Linked DNA regions of Mus musculus: all the other regions are linked to region 3. A link is a contact called in public Hi-C and HiChIP or PLAC-seq data. All regions are on one chromosome and are shown on one strand. The core of a region is the stretch at or near the end of the contact, and the rest is flanking DNA. Distances in the headings are between cores, read along the strand shown. Region 1 has its middle 81 kb from the start of Gm33632. Region 2 has its middle 3.2 kb from the start of Gm33687. Region 3 overlaps Abcc12 (ATP-binding cassette, sub-family C (CFTR/MRP), member 12). Region 4 overlaps Gm33632 (a long non-coding RNA gene).

Region 1 (3,977 bases), core at 359-2,858, 460 kb before region 3:
CCTGATTTCCAGCTCCAGTTCCCTCAGGATATTTACAACATCATTCTCTGCGTTTTTCAACATTGGCGAGTTCAAGTTTTAGCCTACATGACGATGTTAACATCTTAGTTGGGGTATATCTAGTGCTGTGACGAAACATGATCATGAACAAACAGCAAAGTGGAGAGGAAAGGGTTTACACTTCCAGATTATAGTCCATCATTGGAAGAACGCAAACAGGGCAGGAATCTGGATGCAGGAGCTGATGCAGAAACCATGGAGGGTGCTGCTTCCTGACTTGTTCTTCATGGCTTGCTCAGCCTACTTTCTTACAGAACCCAAGACCACCAGCCCAGAAATGGCACTACCTACAATGTACAGGGCCCTCACCATTAATTAGTGATTAGTTAATCACTAATTGAGAAGATGCCTTACAGCCAGATCTTAGGGAGACATGTTCTTAATTAAGGTTTCCTCCTTTCAGATGACTCCACTGTGTGTCAAGTTGACAGAAAACTAACCAGCACATCTAAGGTTCTTGATCAGGTTTATTTAGAATTAAAGAACTAAAGGGCAGGAAAAATTTCAAACAGGGAAAATGTCAAACACAGCAGACAAGTACAGACAGAACCAGCTGGTAAAATACCCCTTTTATTAGGGATGAGGAATCACACATACATAAGACACACAGAGAAAAGAACTCCCTGCAAAGCAGAGAGGGCACCAATGAGCAGGAAGACAGCTTCTCCTTGAGGGCTTGGTTAAAGTCTTTGAAGGATCTTCTCCTAATTTCGGGTTGGTCAATTTGAAGAAAGACAGGATGCTTTATTAGCCTATAAGTGTGTGTAAACATGTCCTGATGGAGTCTTGAACTTGTCTAGACATCCCATCAACATGGGACCCTACTGGTAAGTGAGAGAACCCACCAAACCTTAATTGTAAGCTGCCAGACTTTTGTCTCAGGAGTGTGAGGAAGAAGCTGACCATCTTGGAGGTTTGCCGCCTCTGTTTTCTAGTCATGGTCTTTCTCCCTGTCTGTCTGCCTAGCAGGAAATCTGTCTAGCTCTTAGTTTTTCATTCCGCACACGCCCGTTTCTAGAAATTTGGAGGTGATGACCACGTTAGCTTCTTTGAGTGGCAGAAGGAATGATGAGGGGTGGCCACTGGAATATCTCAGAAGCGGGCCTATCTAATCTGCTGTGATACAACAACATGAACATAATTATGAAGATTCAGAACACAAGACAAACACTTGGAGATAGCTGTATCCTTGGAGCATGCTATGTATGTGAGGTAGCGCCTGTAACCCACAGAAAGTGAAATTATTAGTACTGCTATAATTCCTACTGAGAGCATAGGTAGGAAAATAGCTGGGGACATTTTGCCTTTATTAGGGAAAAAGAACATGTCCATTACAAGATATAAATCCTGACGAAGGCTGAAGAACTTATGATATTTTTTACTAAGCTCAGAAAGTCGACCCTCCTGTCTCCTCTATTACAATCTTGCGGAGAATGTTAAGAGACAAAGTTAACGAGGAAAGTTCTTTGATATTATGATTAGCACAAGGCTTAGTATGGTGAAGCATAATTGTGCAGCTGGCTAGACTGTGCTAGAGCCCTGTAGCAGGATAACGTCAGAGAAATAGTCCTCTCTATATCTAGACTGATGTGAGTTTTATTTCACAAATCAAGTATAACTGTGAAATCAGCTGTTTGGGAAGATAGACTCCTGTGTAAGGAGCAATCGACAGGAGAGTTTATAAGAGAAGTCAGTTAACATAGCTGTGCCATTGGCAGTGCCCTCCCCCAGCAATTGATGCCTCTGTCCTTTGTGTACCTGGTATCATGGCCAGTGGGAATGGAAACTGTGGGCCAAACCTGAGTGAAATCCAGACTCTATTTGTTGAGGTCACAACCAGACATCAGTATCTAATTGACAAGCTGACATTCTGCTCCTATATCCTGAATATTTTCCTTAAACCTGTGAGTTTGACAACAGCCTCCTTTAGTTGAGGAACATAGTGATTAGGGTGGAAGGGAAACATTGCAGCTGTGAGAAGTACTTTTCCAGAGAGAGAATGTTCCACAGTTGGTAAATAATGGTTTCAGTTTTGGTCTTTGGTTTTTAGATTTGACTTCAGTATTTAAGAAGCTAGACTTGTGGGCTGGTGAGATGTCTCAGCGGTTAAGAGCACTAACTGCTCTTCTGGAGGTCATGAGTTCAAACCCCAGAGACCACATGGTGACTTACAACCATCCATATTGAAGAAACAAATAAAAAAAACCTATAGGCCAGAGCAATCGGGGGCTGGAGCAAGAGGGAGATGGAAAGGGTGTTGTGGATAGCCCTGGGGCTAATTATATTTGATGTTAATTCCGTTCTCCTGTGAAGGGCTGCAAACAAGGACTGAGTCAGCACTCAGGTGACTTCCTGTAAACCTACTTCCCACTACCATCTTCCACACCTATGAGACCCCTTAGAACTTGCGGTTTCTCCAGGCCATGTGCTTCTGCTCTGCTTTTCTTCTTTTTCTTCCTCCTCTGCGTCCTCTACCTCTTCCATTTTCTCCTTCTCTCCCTCACCTTAAGCTCCACCTTCCCTCTTATTTGCCCAATCATCAGCTCTCCTTTATTTTATAAGTTAAGGTGGGAAGCAGGTTTACAGGAAATCACCTGAGTGCTGACTCATTCCTTGTTTGCAGCCCCTCACAGGAGAACGGAATTAACATCAAATGTAATTAGCCCCAGGGCTATCCACAACAGAAGGGGGAAAATAAAAAGAAGCTAGACTTGTTTATCTCAGCTGCAGATAGACACTACAGTGCTGAATTAAGCTAAGGCTTGTCATATATATATATATATATATATATACCAAGAGGAGAACCATTAGTGAGAAATAGTTGTCCAAATAACTTCCCTTTTGGTTATATATTATATCTGAGCACTACAGTTCTTTGAAATGTTAAAAAAAAAAAAAAAAAAAAAAAAACATACTCTGCCTACCGGAGAATCTTTTTAACTCCTGGTTCCTCAATAAGGAAAAGGACTGTGTGACTAGGGACCACGGTGTGACTAGGGACCAAGGCAAGAGTAGAGACTAGTGGTAAACATTGAGACTAGTAGCCATGGTGTTGTGGGGATTCCAGCAGAAAACACATTTCCAGAAGCAGAAAATGAGTGAGCCCAGGCCCATCTTTTCCAAGCAGCTGGAATGTAAACTTAAGCATGGTGATTTTGCTTCTATCCAACACTAGCCTTTTTCTATCACATGGTCTTCCAGTTTCAGTCACCTCATATCTCCCAGCAGAAATCTCTGTTCCTCCTGGTTGGCCCCATCTTCCCAACACTAACAATTCACCCTGTATTAGTCACCTGCTGACATCTTTCCACAGCTGAGGCTAACAGCTTTATCCCCTGTTAGTCTCAGAACCCAAACTCTCTTCCTGCTGGAGGTGTGGTGCAGCACCCAGCTCTGTCCTCACCTCACCTGACTGTGTGGAGATGCATATCGACTGTCATTATGTTTGGATGCTGGTCAGGGCTGTGCAGCAACAGACCCGAGCATGAGTGGGAAGGGCATGGTGGGTTTAGGCCTGAGGCTTCCTGAGACCTAAGGGCAGAATGGGCAGAGAGGCAGCTGCTTTCTCTGTTACCACTTTTCTTCCCAGAATCCACCTTCATTCTGCTGGTTATGTAGGAAATAGAAACAAAATCCAAAATCCAAAATCCAGTCCTGCCCTCTGAGTAAGGAGGTCAGCCTTGGCTCCATGATGCTGGCGATTCTCTTCTTCTTACTTCCCACACATACAATATAGACTTCAAAGGTAACCCTATATCGCCCCACCCCCACCCCATCACGATCATCCTGATGTTATATGTAACAGTAAAGTAATTCCAAAGGAGCAGCAGTCAGTCCGAGGGAGGGAAAAGCCACATAATTACCATTCAGAAGTGAATTCACAGAGAGAAGCAGCCAAGGATCCTCAAGGTAGGAGG
Region 2 (3,896 bases), core at 4-2,503, 260 kb before region 3:
GCAGAAGGAGGAGGGGCTTTTCCTTCTGGGACACCAGTGGAGTGGGAAGGTCAGCTGGGTACTTTCTCTGACTCTGTGAGCTAGCCGGCTTCCACCACAGCATCTGGCTTCTGTGCCTTCACTGATAAATCGAACGTTTGGGATTCTGTTTTTGTTTTTGTTTTTGTTTTGTTTTGTTTTGTTTGTTTTTAATGAGGATTAAGCAGTTTATTTTATATTCAGTCTACAAGACCCGGCATGCGGTAAACCCATGTCTCACTTATAAGAGGCAATGAAATCATAATTAAAAACAATGTGCCTTGTGCCATATGATTTTTTTATTTTCTTTATTTACAGTTCAAATTTTAATCCCCTCTCCTAGTTTCCCCTCTGAAAACCCCCTATCCCATCCCACCTCCCCCTGTTCACCAACCCACCCACTCTCACTTCCCTGTCCTGCCATCCCCCTACACTGGGGAATAGAGCCTTCTCAGGACCAAGGGCCTCTTCTCCCACTGATGTCCAACAAGCCCAACCTCTGCTACATAGGCAGCTGGAGCCATGGGTCCCTCCATGTGTACTTTTGGTTGGTGGTTTACTCCTTGGGAGCCCTGGGGGTACTAGTTGGTTCATATTGTTGTCCCTCCTATGGGGCTGCAAACCCCTTCAGCTCCTTTGGGTCCTTTTCTAGTTCCTCCATTGGGGACCCTGTGCTCAGTCCAATGATTGGCTGCAAGCATCCACCTCTGTATTTGTCAGGCACTGGCAGAGCCTCTCAGGAGAGAGCCATATCAGGCTCCTGTCAGCAAGCACTTGTTGGCATCCACAATAGTGTCTGGGTTTGGTGGGGATTTTGTTTTTTAAGAACAGCATCTGTGCCTCAGTTTCCTCACCTTTAGGAAAGTTAACTAATAAGAGAATCTTGCCTAGTATTTACAATGGTGATTACTTCTTTTTTATTTTATGTTTTTATTATTTTACTCTTTTGCTTTTGAGAGAGTTTCACTCTAACATAGGCTAACTTAGAATCCCATCAACAACCCAGACTGGCTTAGAACTTCCTCAGTAGTCCAGGCTGGCCTCCAATTCCTGCTATTTTTGCCTTTGCTTCCCAAGAGCTGAGGTTACAGGTGGCTGCGTCTATACCAGACCCAGTGTGGGTTTTAATTTTAACTGATCAGAGATGCGTGGGGGCTAGAGAGTAGAGCAGGGCTTGTGGTTCCTGTGGGCTTGGAGCAGAGCAGGGCTGGCGGTTCCTGCTCACAGTGGCTGAGGATGAGTCAGAGAGATGAGAGGCATAAATAGCTCCTGTCTGTCAGCTCTTCCCTGACTCTACCCAGTCCGCAGACCTGTCCACCCCTTTCCTCCACCTCATTCCCAAAGGCACTCCTTTGGCTCATCTGTAAATCCTAACCAAGCCCTGTAAGCAAGTGTATTAATAATAATTCCTCCAGTAAATAGGAATTGAGTGTTCCCTGGGTATTGGAGGAGGAAGTCCTATTGTGAATATGAAATGGAAAATGTTTAGCGTGTTGTTGAGAGTAACTGGGTTTTTCTCGGCTCTTGGGGGGAGGGGGCTTTTAAATCAAGAGTTAGGATGATAGATGCTTGCAGTCACCCAAAACTTCTACCGAGTAAGTGACCTTCCAGTTCTTGTCTGGCAGAGTTGAAGAATGGAATGATTGTACCACGGAGGTGATCTTTAAAAAGAGTATTTTATTATAGAAAGCTTCAGAGACAGAAAGATGCAAAGCTCCTACAGCAAGAGCAGGTCCCTGGGAGTGGGTACCACTGTGGGTTGCAGCCTTCCAGTTAGTAATGCTTCGTATGGATGAGCTGGCCAGCCCAGCTTTGGCTCCAGGTGTCTAAGTGCCTCTTGGTTTCAGTCAGTCCTCATTTATGATTCCAAGGGAAGGGGTCTTCATTTAGAGGAAAGAGATGAGGAAACACCAGAACCTGTTCTTTCTTCCTTTCTGACATCCCTGTTCTCTGGCCAGGGCAGGACCAAAGACATTCCAGCTAAACACTTCTGGCATTTCAGGCCTCAGGAAAGGATGGAGTTGCCCATGGTGTCAAGGATATTTCCAGCTTTTAGCTGAAGAAAGAATCCATTCCTTTTGTAGGGCCCCTTACTTTGAAATGCCCAGCCACTTCTGGTCTGCTGTTCTCAATAGATAATGTCAGTTAATAAAACTCTGGGAATGGCCTTATCTCCCTGAAATAGCAAAGGAGAGACAGAAAAATAAACAAAACCAAACCACACAAATGATGTGTATGGTACTGTCAGGACCTCTGACTCCCACCCACCAGGAGCACAGATATTCTTGTACATTGTAATATAGGGGACAGACAACAGGTTTGCCCTGTTTGGTCTTTTTCAGTGCAACAGTTATAAATTGAACATGTTCCTGTCAGCCTTGAGCCAGTGGGCACTGACAATGTCAAAAAAAATATGTGCTATACAAAAAGCAAAATAAGATATAAAAAAGTGGGCACAGAGCTGGTGTGCTGGATAATCTTAACTTTGTAAGGGTCCATGAGTCACTGAAGAGTGATACCCCAGCAGAATGGAAAGCAAACAGAACACAGGTCATCAGCTTGGATCCATGATTTGACTTTGAGTTGTTCTTTTTTTTAAATTTTATTTTATTTATTACGTATTTTCCTCAATTACATTTCCAATGCTATCCCAAAAGTCCCCCATACCCTCCCCCCCACTTCCCTACCCACCCATTCCCATTTTTTTTGGCCCTGGCGTTCCCCTGTACTGGGGCATATAAAGTTTGTGTGTCCAATGGGCCTCTCTTTCCAGTGATGGCCAACTAGGCCATCTTTTGATACATATGTAGCTAGAGTCAAGAGCTCCGGGTTACTGGTTAGTTCATAATGTTGTTACACCTACAGGGTTGCAGATCTCTTTAGCTCCTTGGGTACTTTCTCTAGCTCCTCCATTGGGGGCCCTGTGATCCATCCAACAGCTGACTGTGAGCATCCACTTATGTGTTTGCTAGGCCCCGGCATAGTCTCACAAGAGACAGCTATATCTGGGTCCTTTCAGCAAAATCTTGCTAGTGTATGCAATGGTGTCAGCGTTTGGAAGCTGATTATGGGGTGGATCCCCAGATAAGGCAGCCTCTAGATGGTCCATCCTTTTGTTGCTCCCAGAGACTTCTCTTAAAACCCCTCTCCAAGCAGAGGCTGGTCAGATGGCACTGTGGGGATGGGAGATTCCACACACAGGTCTGTTTCCTGCAATCTGGAGGTGGGAGATACTGCTGGGTTTGGAATGTGGATCTCCTCCTTAGAAGCTTCCACTGGTGTTACAGGTCAAATCAATGCTCCTATCCAGAGCTTCTCTGTCCATCTGAGCCTTTCAGGTCATTAACTCCCCAGGAAGGTAGCATGTCCATTCTGTCAGTATGTGACTGTCCCAAACCCTAAATGAACTGTCTCAAATGTTCATTAGTATTTTAATAATAATAAGTTAATACACACAAGGCACTAGGCAAGCACACAGTTTAGAATGATGTGACATCCTGTAAGATTTGGAGAGTACCCTCATGACACAGAGGATGAAATGGAGCGGAGAGACGTGTGTCTGCTCTGAAAATCTGGGTTGCTGGGCAGTTTCCCAAGAGCAGCTGGAGGAAAGCACCCAGCTGTGTTGGAACACCATTACTTGATTCCCAACCCTTTCCCTCACAACCCCGTACACTCAAAAGCAGTAGCAAGAGGCCCTGGTCCCAACAGAAGAGGAGTCAAGTTGCCCACCAGGCCCACTGATTATACAGTTATGCCAGTGGCAAGGAATAGGGTAGGCTGAGTTGGGAGCACAGTCCCTTAGCCTGTCACTGGAGTCAAGGTTCACAGGCCGGGCTCACCACCTAGACACATTGCACTTCTGTGCCCATGAGCTT
Region 3 (4,151 bases), core at 3-2,502:
ACTATTTCGCAGCCTCTCTGGTGTCTACCTACCAGTAGGATGTCTTTCCCTAGTTGTGATGAGCAAAATTGTCTGCAAGCACTGCCAAATGCCCCAGGGGTTGGAGCGGGGGCGGCAATTGAGAACCACTGAGCTAGTCCCCAGTCTTTTCAGTACAGAAGCTGGACTCTGGCTGCAACAATGAGGCAATCAAAACTTCCTTCGATTCTTCTCTGTGAATGAGCTACCCCACTCAGAAATCTGATTGACTATTGTGGAGGCCAAGGTTTGGAAAAGACAGAAAACATGATCCCAGTCCTGTCAGAAGCCCCACCCCACTGAGCCCGGGGAATAGAAACCGGGTCATAGGCCACACCCCCACCAGCTTTAACAGAACAATAACGATGTGAACAATAAATATCACAGGCCCTGTTTTTCTGATTCCGAGACCCTTCACATCCACACCAATCCTTGGATTAAAGAATTCTGCTGAGAGGGATGCCGTTTTATTTTGGAAGAAGAAAGGGCACTCCTCGATTGATCCACCCAACAAAGGGCAGATAGTCCCCTCCTAAAGGCAGGCAAAATGCTGTAAGAGTGGGAACAGTTTGATCTAAAGAAGAAAGCCATCACAGCAGGGCCAGAGTCCCGGATTTGCACTTCTACTCTGCTCAAGGCCAAAATCCCACTTGGCTAAACTTGATTCGAATCCTGCAAGCAAAGGCCTACCACTGATAGTTGTACACCTGATGGGGTGGGTGGTGCCCAAATGCTTCAACCAGAGCAGTTCCAGCAGCATGGATAGCTCTAGCCTCTGTCTCCCCTATCCATGACTGGAGCCCTTCCTCAGGCAGCCCAAGCAGGAACCTGGCTCCTACTGCCCAGTGGAGGGAGACACACCTTCTGCTTCTGACAGAACCTTTCCCTCAAAGACAGACTTGGACCTCAGGCATCATCCTCTGGTGTTCCACAGCCTGATCTTACATCTTATCTCCCAACCTCGGGCAGCTCTCAGCTCAAGAAAGCTGTAAGCTCGGTTAAGCCATTGATTCTTTTCACACGAGGAAAGGAAGCACACAGGGCCCACTACAATCTACAGGCTTTTCTGCCTATGTGTGGGACCACCACCCAGACTTGGGAGGGCCCCGAAAAGGTCCCTCTGGCCAGCAAGCCCTTGGCTCACTCTGGTGACACCAAGTAGCTTTGTGTAGCCGTGCTCTGCAAACACTTCGGAAGCTGAGCCCTTAGTAGATTCCAGCAGCTCGTCAGACTGCTGGCCTCGCTTTGTTTCCTCAAGTAAACAGATGAGTGGCTGTCATGGCCAGCTACTCCAAAGCATCTGAGGTCAGAGCAGCTAGGAAATGTTCTGGAAAGCCCCGGGGCTGCAGTTTGAGGCTGAGCCCTCCCCTCCCCCACAAAGAATGGGATGAAGAGTGTATCAAGATTATGGTGCCATCTGGTGGCCTTCTTCCTCTCCCAACAAGCAAAAAGTGAGCTAAAATGACCTTGGAAAGGTGTGACTGCTGGAGACTCTGGGAAAACACCAGCTTGCCTAAGATCATACTTCGGGCTAGTGAGTTTCAAAGATGGGCTGGGCATGTGGCTATGGTTTATCCTCCAAGAGGGGATAATAGAGGGACAGCTCTGTCTCACACCTGTCAGGACCAAGGCAGCATCCTCCAGGACCCAGGACTCCTCCGGAAGACAGTTCTCCCAGGGCAAGCAGATGCCACAGACTGAATAGTCACAGGCCAGGGCTATGGTAACCACGCTAAGGAATCTAGCTAGGCCACAGACCATTTCTAGGCAAAACATGGGATTCCAGACTGAATCCAGCCAGCCTTCTCCTTTCCTCAGCCCTGGCCTACAGAGGACCTAGGAGTTCTTGTCTAACTAATCTGGCTCATTATTTTATAGAGCTGTGGCTCACCTGCTAAAGAAACCAGATACTCACATGTATAAAATTTGAATGCTTAAAGCTTATTCTGGGGAGCTGTGGGGGGCTGGGTTTCCTGGGTCTTTGAGAGGCCCTCTCTCTTCAGGGTGGTCCTCCTGGCCTCAGCCAGAGGGTACCAACCTACAGGCTGCAAAGTCCTATAGCTATGGCAACCTTACTTGCTGCTTCAGCCTTCACACCTTCACCACCTCAATTTCTGATTCACTGAAAGGCAATGAGATCTGCTTCCTGCCCCCCAGACCAGGCCTACTGAACAAGAAGAAGGGGCTCTCTGCACCAGTGCCCCAACGGGTCACCTCCCAATGTCTCTGGGATGTTTTCTACTTTGAGGTATGCGTGCTCGTGCACACGCACACAAATACATACTCACGTGCAGTATATCTCCCAGACTTGGGAGATTAGAGAGAGAGAAAGAGAGAGAGAGAGAGAGAGAGAGAGAGAGAGAGAGAGAGAATGAGAGGGTAACCTTGAATTATCTTGGGTAGAGAAGGGGCCCTAGATTCCCACCAAGCATTCAGAACCTGTATGTGGGATGGATTCAACAAGGTCTGTGACCATGCAGCCAAATCCTCCAGTTCACTTAACATAAGCCCAGTCTCTTTCTCCAGCAAGATTCACCCTCCTAAGCCAGAGGGAGACTACTGTTTGAATGGGAACAGGATCTAAGAAGGCAGAAGAACCCTGAAGCGTTGCCCATTGGTCCTGGCCTCAGGAGCCTTTCCTGGGCTAGGGGAAGACTGGGGAGTCTGGGCCACTCATCACAAGAGCCATGACTTTCTGGGTGAGGAAAGAAAACAGAGCTTCCATGACCCTCAGACAAGGAACCCCCAACCTCAGGCCCATCAAGTCCCTACTGGAGAATGGGTAGAGCCTGACTTGTCCATGCCTGGCTCCCCATTTCCTTGGCACCAATGGCCCAGATCTCAGAGCCAATTGATCCTACACAATCTACCCAATGGGGGAGGAAAAGTCGTCTCCCCACTGATCCCAAAGACTAAGCCAAAGGAAGTCATACCCAGAGAGGAGCAGGTAGCAATACCAGGAAGCTAGGGATGGCTGCAGGACTCATCAGTGTCTCCTACCATCTCAATCCCCTGTTCAGGTAAAGCCACCTACTGGTGGAAATGGCATATTTAGGCAGAACAGGAGTCTCTTTGACCATCAAGTGCTGCACTCATCCCAAGGCCTCATGGACCACGCACATCCCAGTCACCTGCAACTGGTGGGTAACCAGCACAACTGTCTTCCCTTTGAGTGTCTTCTTAATGCATTCTTCAAAGACATGCTTCCCCACGTGGGCATCCACAGCCGAGAGCGGGTCATCCAGCAGGTAGAGCTGACGATTAGCATACACAGCACGGGCCAGGCTGATCCTCTGCCTCTGTCCCCCAGAGAGGTTGACACCCCGCTCTCCAATCTGTGGACAGGGATAATGGCACTGCCCATCATTATTAAGTCTGCCTGCCACCCCATGGTCTTTGTATATCAGGAGCATTCTAAAACTCTTCAGGACTCGGGGAGACAACACAGCTTGTTATCTCTCTCTGCACATAAGCTCCCCCATGCCTTACGCTAGGCAATGCTGACTGGAAGAATTCCACCCACCCCACCCCCTCACTTCATGGAAGCACAGTGCCAACTGAGAACAGCTCTCTCTGACTCTGAGTAAGGGGTGCCTATCACATGACTCCCAATTCCTGGTGCACAGTCCACTATTGATTGCTAACACCGAGATTTGGCTTTGGTTTTGTTTTTGTGGTTTTTGTTTGGTTTTGGAGCAGGGAACTTTGGAAGAATGTACAGTGAATAGTGAAAAGGAAGGACTGTGCCTGGGAGATGGATCAGGGACCCCTATGTCCACTTCTTCGTGTACAAATGTGTGTGCCATGAAGACACCATCAATCCCTAAAACTTGGCGCCTGATCTGAGGCATGGATTATATGCTCAGTAGACATTTCCTGCAAGATGAAAATCTAGGTTATGTTTTTCTAGGAATCCCGTCCTCCTGAGTACAGAGTGGATCCCACTGTACTCAGATGCCCAGCTTCTAAGCTAGGTGCCATGTGCTGAGAGCTGGGACCTGGGAGCTCAGCAAGAAAAGTGACACATGAACCAGGAGCTCACATTTTAGCACTGGAAACTGGACACACAACACCAGCACTCAACATATTCACCAAGTGCTAGCCAAGAAGCATTAATTGCAGCACTTGGTGTC
Region 4 (3,959 bases), core at 222-2,721, 330 kb before region 3:
ATATGCTATATATGTTCTTGGTGCCCAAGGAGTTTAGAAGGTATTGGATTCCCTGGAACTGGAGTTAAGATGGCTGTGAGCCACCATGTTGTTGCTGGGAACCCAGTCCAGGTCCTCTGTAGGCACAAGTATTCTTAACTTCTGACACATCTCTCCAGCCCCATAGGCCAGGGTCGTAGTTGCTCATTTGAGACAGTGAAGGCTGAAAGGGTCAAGTGTACAACACTGAGGAGTTTGTCCCCAGTGGTTCCTTCCTGGCAACCCCCTGCCTTGCTTTGAAGAGGTGTGTGTCTGTGGTGCCCCACTGGGGGGTGAGCATAACCTACAGAAAGGGTGGTGAAGCTTCATTAGAAGGTGAGGGCTTCCTAACTTTCTCTCCTCTTTAGAGTCTCATGCTGGTCTATTGTCTCCAGCACATTCAGGGACCTTGCCTCTTGGTCCCAACACAACACCTTCTCTTGATAGAACCTAGTGGGGAAACCCCCACTCAATTCTCGATTCGGCGGGCACCCAAAGAATCACGACATGCATCCCACACAGGAGATAACGGATGTCAGCCACGAGACTCGAAAGCTAGGGGTTTTTATGGGGTAAGGGACTTAGGGGTGTGGAACTCAGCATAGCAACACACTATTGGGTTATTCAAACATCAGCAGAAAAATTACATGTACATGCAGGGTGTCAGAGTTCTGTGAGTTGTTGACTCAGTTCAGATAGCCCTGTTATGTCCTCACATTCCTCTTTATCTTTAAGGTTAAGCTGTTCCCAGGAATGTTTTAACTACGGGGCATACCTGGGTTTGTTTTTCTTTTTTCTCAGCCCCAAGCAGCCTCTAGGCTCACAAACAACCAGCAATTTCTGAGTACTTTATATGACTTACAGGTCTTGAAATTTCATCTTTCTTTCACTCTCTAGCATTTTCTTCACCTTCTATGTCTTTACACACACTCCTCTTCACATTGTAGAACGTTTTCCAGGTTCCTCAACTCATTATTTTATGGATTTGGTTTGTTAAGTTTATGGATTCACTCCTCAGGCAGACACTGTAATCAAGTCAAGACTGACTGTTAGAAGTCCTGACTGCCCTCTAAGCAGCTATATACAATATGCTGTGCTCTAAGTCAAGGAGGGCAACCTTAGATCTCTTCCAAACTGCAGAATAGTTGCCATTTTGCCAAGTCCTCTAAGAATTAGATGTGGATTCCAGCTCACCTTGCCAACTAAAACAGCATAAGATTTTACCAAAAAGCCACATTTTTTTTTCATTTTGGTAGAGAGTCACACAGACATTTAAAAGTGCTTAGAGACTGGGGTGGAGTAGGATGTCTACCCTCCCTGTTATATTTAGCAGAAGAACATTTCTTTGCCAAAGTCTGTTTCCAAAATCTCATCACTTTCGGAGAAAGTGAAACCCTGCCCCCAGAAGCAGCCTGTGGACGTTACTGCTCTCTGACTCATCCTCAAAGCTGGAACACCTAGATGGGCAGACTCAGTGTTACGATCCTGAATTAAGTCCCAGCGTGCTCCTACAGCATGGTGCAGCAGGAACTCACAGGCATGACTTAGATACATTTCAATAATTTCCAACTATGGGAATGCTTGTTTCATGTTCTTTTATTACCAACTTCTAAGAATGGAAGCTGGCCAAGACTGCACTATTAGCAGGCAGGGAGTAAGGTCTCAGAGTCTGAATTTAGCAGCGCTTGGCTCCATGGCTGACACTCTCTCCTCACTCTTTTCCATCACTGACCTTGGAAACTTTATTCGCCCTTGAGCACCCATGTGTTCCTGCTGTGTAAAATGCTTCTGCCTGGGTTCAGAGCCCCGGGCAGATGCCCAGCACTTTCACTGTCAACTGAGAGGGAATGAGAGAAAAGGTTATAATCAGCACATTCCAATGAAGATGCTACCGATGTTGAAAATGTTTGCATTTTAAAAGAAGAACCTGAAGAGTTTCACGTAAATTTCTAAGTAGGTCAGTCAACAGATCAGAAATAATATGTAAATATATGTATTTGTATATATACTTATATATGACATATATGATATATATATGCACACATATATGCATATATACATATATGTGTAACATGATCACACACACACACACACACACACACACACACACACATTTGATCATATTATTCCCCAGTTGGCTTCTCATTACACATTATATAAGTTGAGGTTCTTACACCGTGCCCCAGGGCTTACCAGCACCCAGGCAGATAGTCACCAAAGTCAAGGGCTCTATCACACTCCACTCTCTACTTTCATCAACATTTTATTGCTGTTCTGTTGTTCATTGTCTCTTCTACTAGGATGTTAACTCCACTGGTGGAGTGGAGGTGTTTTGTCTGCCTTAGCCACTTCCTATGCTGCACTCTGGTTCTATACCATTGTATCCACTAACGATTGTAAAGTGGGTGTTGTCAAAGGAGAAAGGTCTTAGTCTTTGTGAAAACAGGGTGAAGAGGAGGGAACTCAGGCTAGGGAACAGCTCTGGAGGCAAATTACCTCGTCCCTTCGCTCCTGCTTCTCACCCTTTGCTGGAGCTGTGTCTGAGGGCTGAGATGCTGTGTCTGCTCTCAGCAAGGGTGCTTGGAGGAGAGGGCTCAGTAAGCTGCTCTGCCAATCCTCGTGGCTGTGCTGTACTGCAGGACTCTGTTTGGGTCATGCACTTATGAAGCAATGGACTGATTGTGGTGAGGAGCTAGCAAAATCAGGAAGAAAGATCTCCTCACTACTGTTGAAAATATGAGTTGCTACATGCAGCTACTCCCACTAGTGGCTCAGCCTCCTGTGCCCCCTGCGCCCCAAGCTCATGCGCAATGCGCAGTGTCAGTACAGGCTGCCTACTCGAACCCACCGCAGCTAGAAGGAGCAGGTACTCACGGAAGTAACTGCCTGGACTCACTCTCCAGTCACTTTAACAAAATGCATCCTTGCGTTAATTGATGTACTTCTTCAGAGCTGCTTTTAACTCTCTTCCCTCCTATTTGGCTTTGTTGAGATGAGTTTTCCTATTCAACTGAGCAACCTGCTGTTACCATTGCTGAGACCAGGTTTTTCTTTTTCTTCTTTTCTTTTTACAAGCAATTGAGCAGAAATAACGGTTCCACAGCCTTCCTCTTCTTTGATGCCACGGGGAGATTTATTGACTTCAAAACTCTTTTCACGCATTTCTTATCCCTTTTCCTCAGAGTTTCACAGACTACATAAGGAAGCTGTTCTCTCTCCCCTCACTTTATAGATTAAAAAATTCTTGGCTCAAACTGAAGAAAAAAAAAAGGCTTTCCTCTTATGAGAATTTTTCTCCTTTCCTTGAATGCCTCTTAGCGAAAGTTTTTTACACATGCAAACAAAGTTAAACAATGAAAGGAAAGAAATGACTCTGTGAGTTCACAATATTTATAGCTACTATTCATGTTTCTGCAAACACCTCTTGATAAGAAGATACATAATATGAATGCATAATACATGTGTTTACAGCCTTTTGTCCCAAAGATTATTAGGCATATTTTCCTGTTAATAAATATACTTCTCATATATATATATTTCAAAACAGGTCTAGGATACAGTTTAAGGTTTGTACCATGATTTATGATGAATTTTCTGTCGGTCATTTAGATAATTTCTAGAGTCTTTGTGATTAAAACCAATATTGTGGTGAGAATGCCTGCAGCTGAATCAGGTACACATTCTCCTTTATTTATTCCAGTCCATTCTTGGAGTTAGAATTGCTGGCTCACACATTTAAGGTCTTTTGATCCATGATGCTAAATAGACAGTTTGTATTCCCACTAGCAGCCCCCTTTCATCTGTATTCTTCTACTCTGGATATTATCATTTTACAGCTTTTTTTTCTTTCATTTTATGGGTAAGCCTGGTATCCTGTTGTTTAATGTACCTTTCATGCATGAATGCTTAGGTTGGGTATCTTTTTATTTTTGGCCCCTGGA

What was found. A called contact is a pair of places that touch in the nucleus more often than the background predicts. HiChIP or PLAC-seq counts read pairs in DNA pulled down with a chosen protein or histone mark.
Region 1: an H3K27ac HiChIP or PLAC-seq map of SST interneurons shows a contact between it and region 3, with 7 times the contacts expected there. The contact joins two enhancer-like sites. A contact is called at or near these places in 1 of 484 Hi-C or Micro-C datasets (myocytes) and 2 of 115 datasets of contacts at active chromatin or transcription factors (SST interneurons and stem cell-derived neural progenitor cells).
Region 2: a Hi-C map of cerebral cortex shows a contact between it and region 3, with 2.0 times the contacts expected there. The contact joins two enhancer-like sites. A contact is called at or near these places in 1 of 39 promoter capture datasets (liver), 4 of 484 Hi-C or Micro-C datasets (brain, cerebral cortex, embryonic stem cells and 1 more), 2 of 115 datasets of contacts at active chromatin or transcription factors (embryonic stem cells and neural progenitor cells) and 1 of 9 other capture datasets (embryonic stem cells).
Region 4: a Hi-C map of cerebral cortex shows a contact between it and region 3, with 1.8 times the contacts expected there. The contact joins two enhancer-like sites. A contact is called at or near these places in 1 of 15 datasets of contacts at CTCF or cohesin (the NIH/3T3 cell line), 5 of 484 Hi-C or Micro-C datasets (cerebral cortex, cortical neurons and liver) and 1 of 115 datasets of contacts at active chromatin or transcription factors (embryonic basal ganglia).

Annotation. Positions count from the first base shown.
Region 1 is chr8:86,075,278-86,079,254 of GRCm38.p6, forward strand. No RefSeq gene overlaps it. Among named protein-coding and RNA genes, the nearest start is that of Gm33632, 81 kb to the right of the region's middle. Within about 2 kb of position 1,609, at least 4 of the 459 cell types and tissues checked have an H3K27ac peak or open chromatin away from gene starts, as enhancers often do. A contact at or near this core is called in SST interneurons, where this site is marked.
Region 2 is chr8:86,274,673-86,278,568 of GRCm38.p6, forward strand. No RefSeq gene overlaps it. Among named protein-coding and RNA genes, the nearest start is that of Gm33687, 3.2 kb to the right of the region's middle. Within about 2 kb of position 1,254, at least 31 of the 459 cell types and tissues checked have an H3K27ac peak or open chromatin away from gene starts, as enhancers often do. A contact at or near this core is called in cerebral cortex, where this site is marked.
Region 3 is chr8:86,535,174-86,539,324 of GRCm38.p6, forward strand. Abcc12 (ATP-binding cassette, sub-family C (CFTR/MRP), member 12) reads right to left here. Exons shown (of 29, transcript NM_172912.4): 13 at 3,150-3,353. Among named protein-coding and RNA genes, the nearest start is that of Abcc12, 29 kb to the right of the region's middle. Within about 2 kb of position 1,253, at least 88 of the 459 cell types and tissues checked have an H3K27ac peak or open chromatin away from gene starts, as enhancers often do. A contact at or near this core is called in SST interneurons and cerebral cortex, where this site is marked.
Region 4 is chr8:86,200,595-86,204,553 of GRCm38.p6, forward strand. All of the region lies in intron 3 of Gm33632 (a long non-coding RNA gene), which reads left to right. Among named protein-coding and RNA genes, the nearest start is that of Gm33577, 8.6 kb to the right of the region's middle. Within about 2 kb of position 1,472, at least 24 of the 459 cell types and tissues checked have an H3K27ac peak or open chromatin away from gene starts, as enhancers often do. A contact at or near this core is called in cerebral cortex, where this site is marked.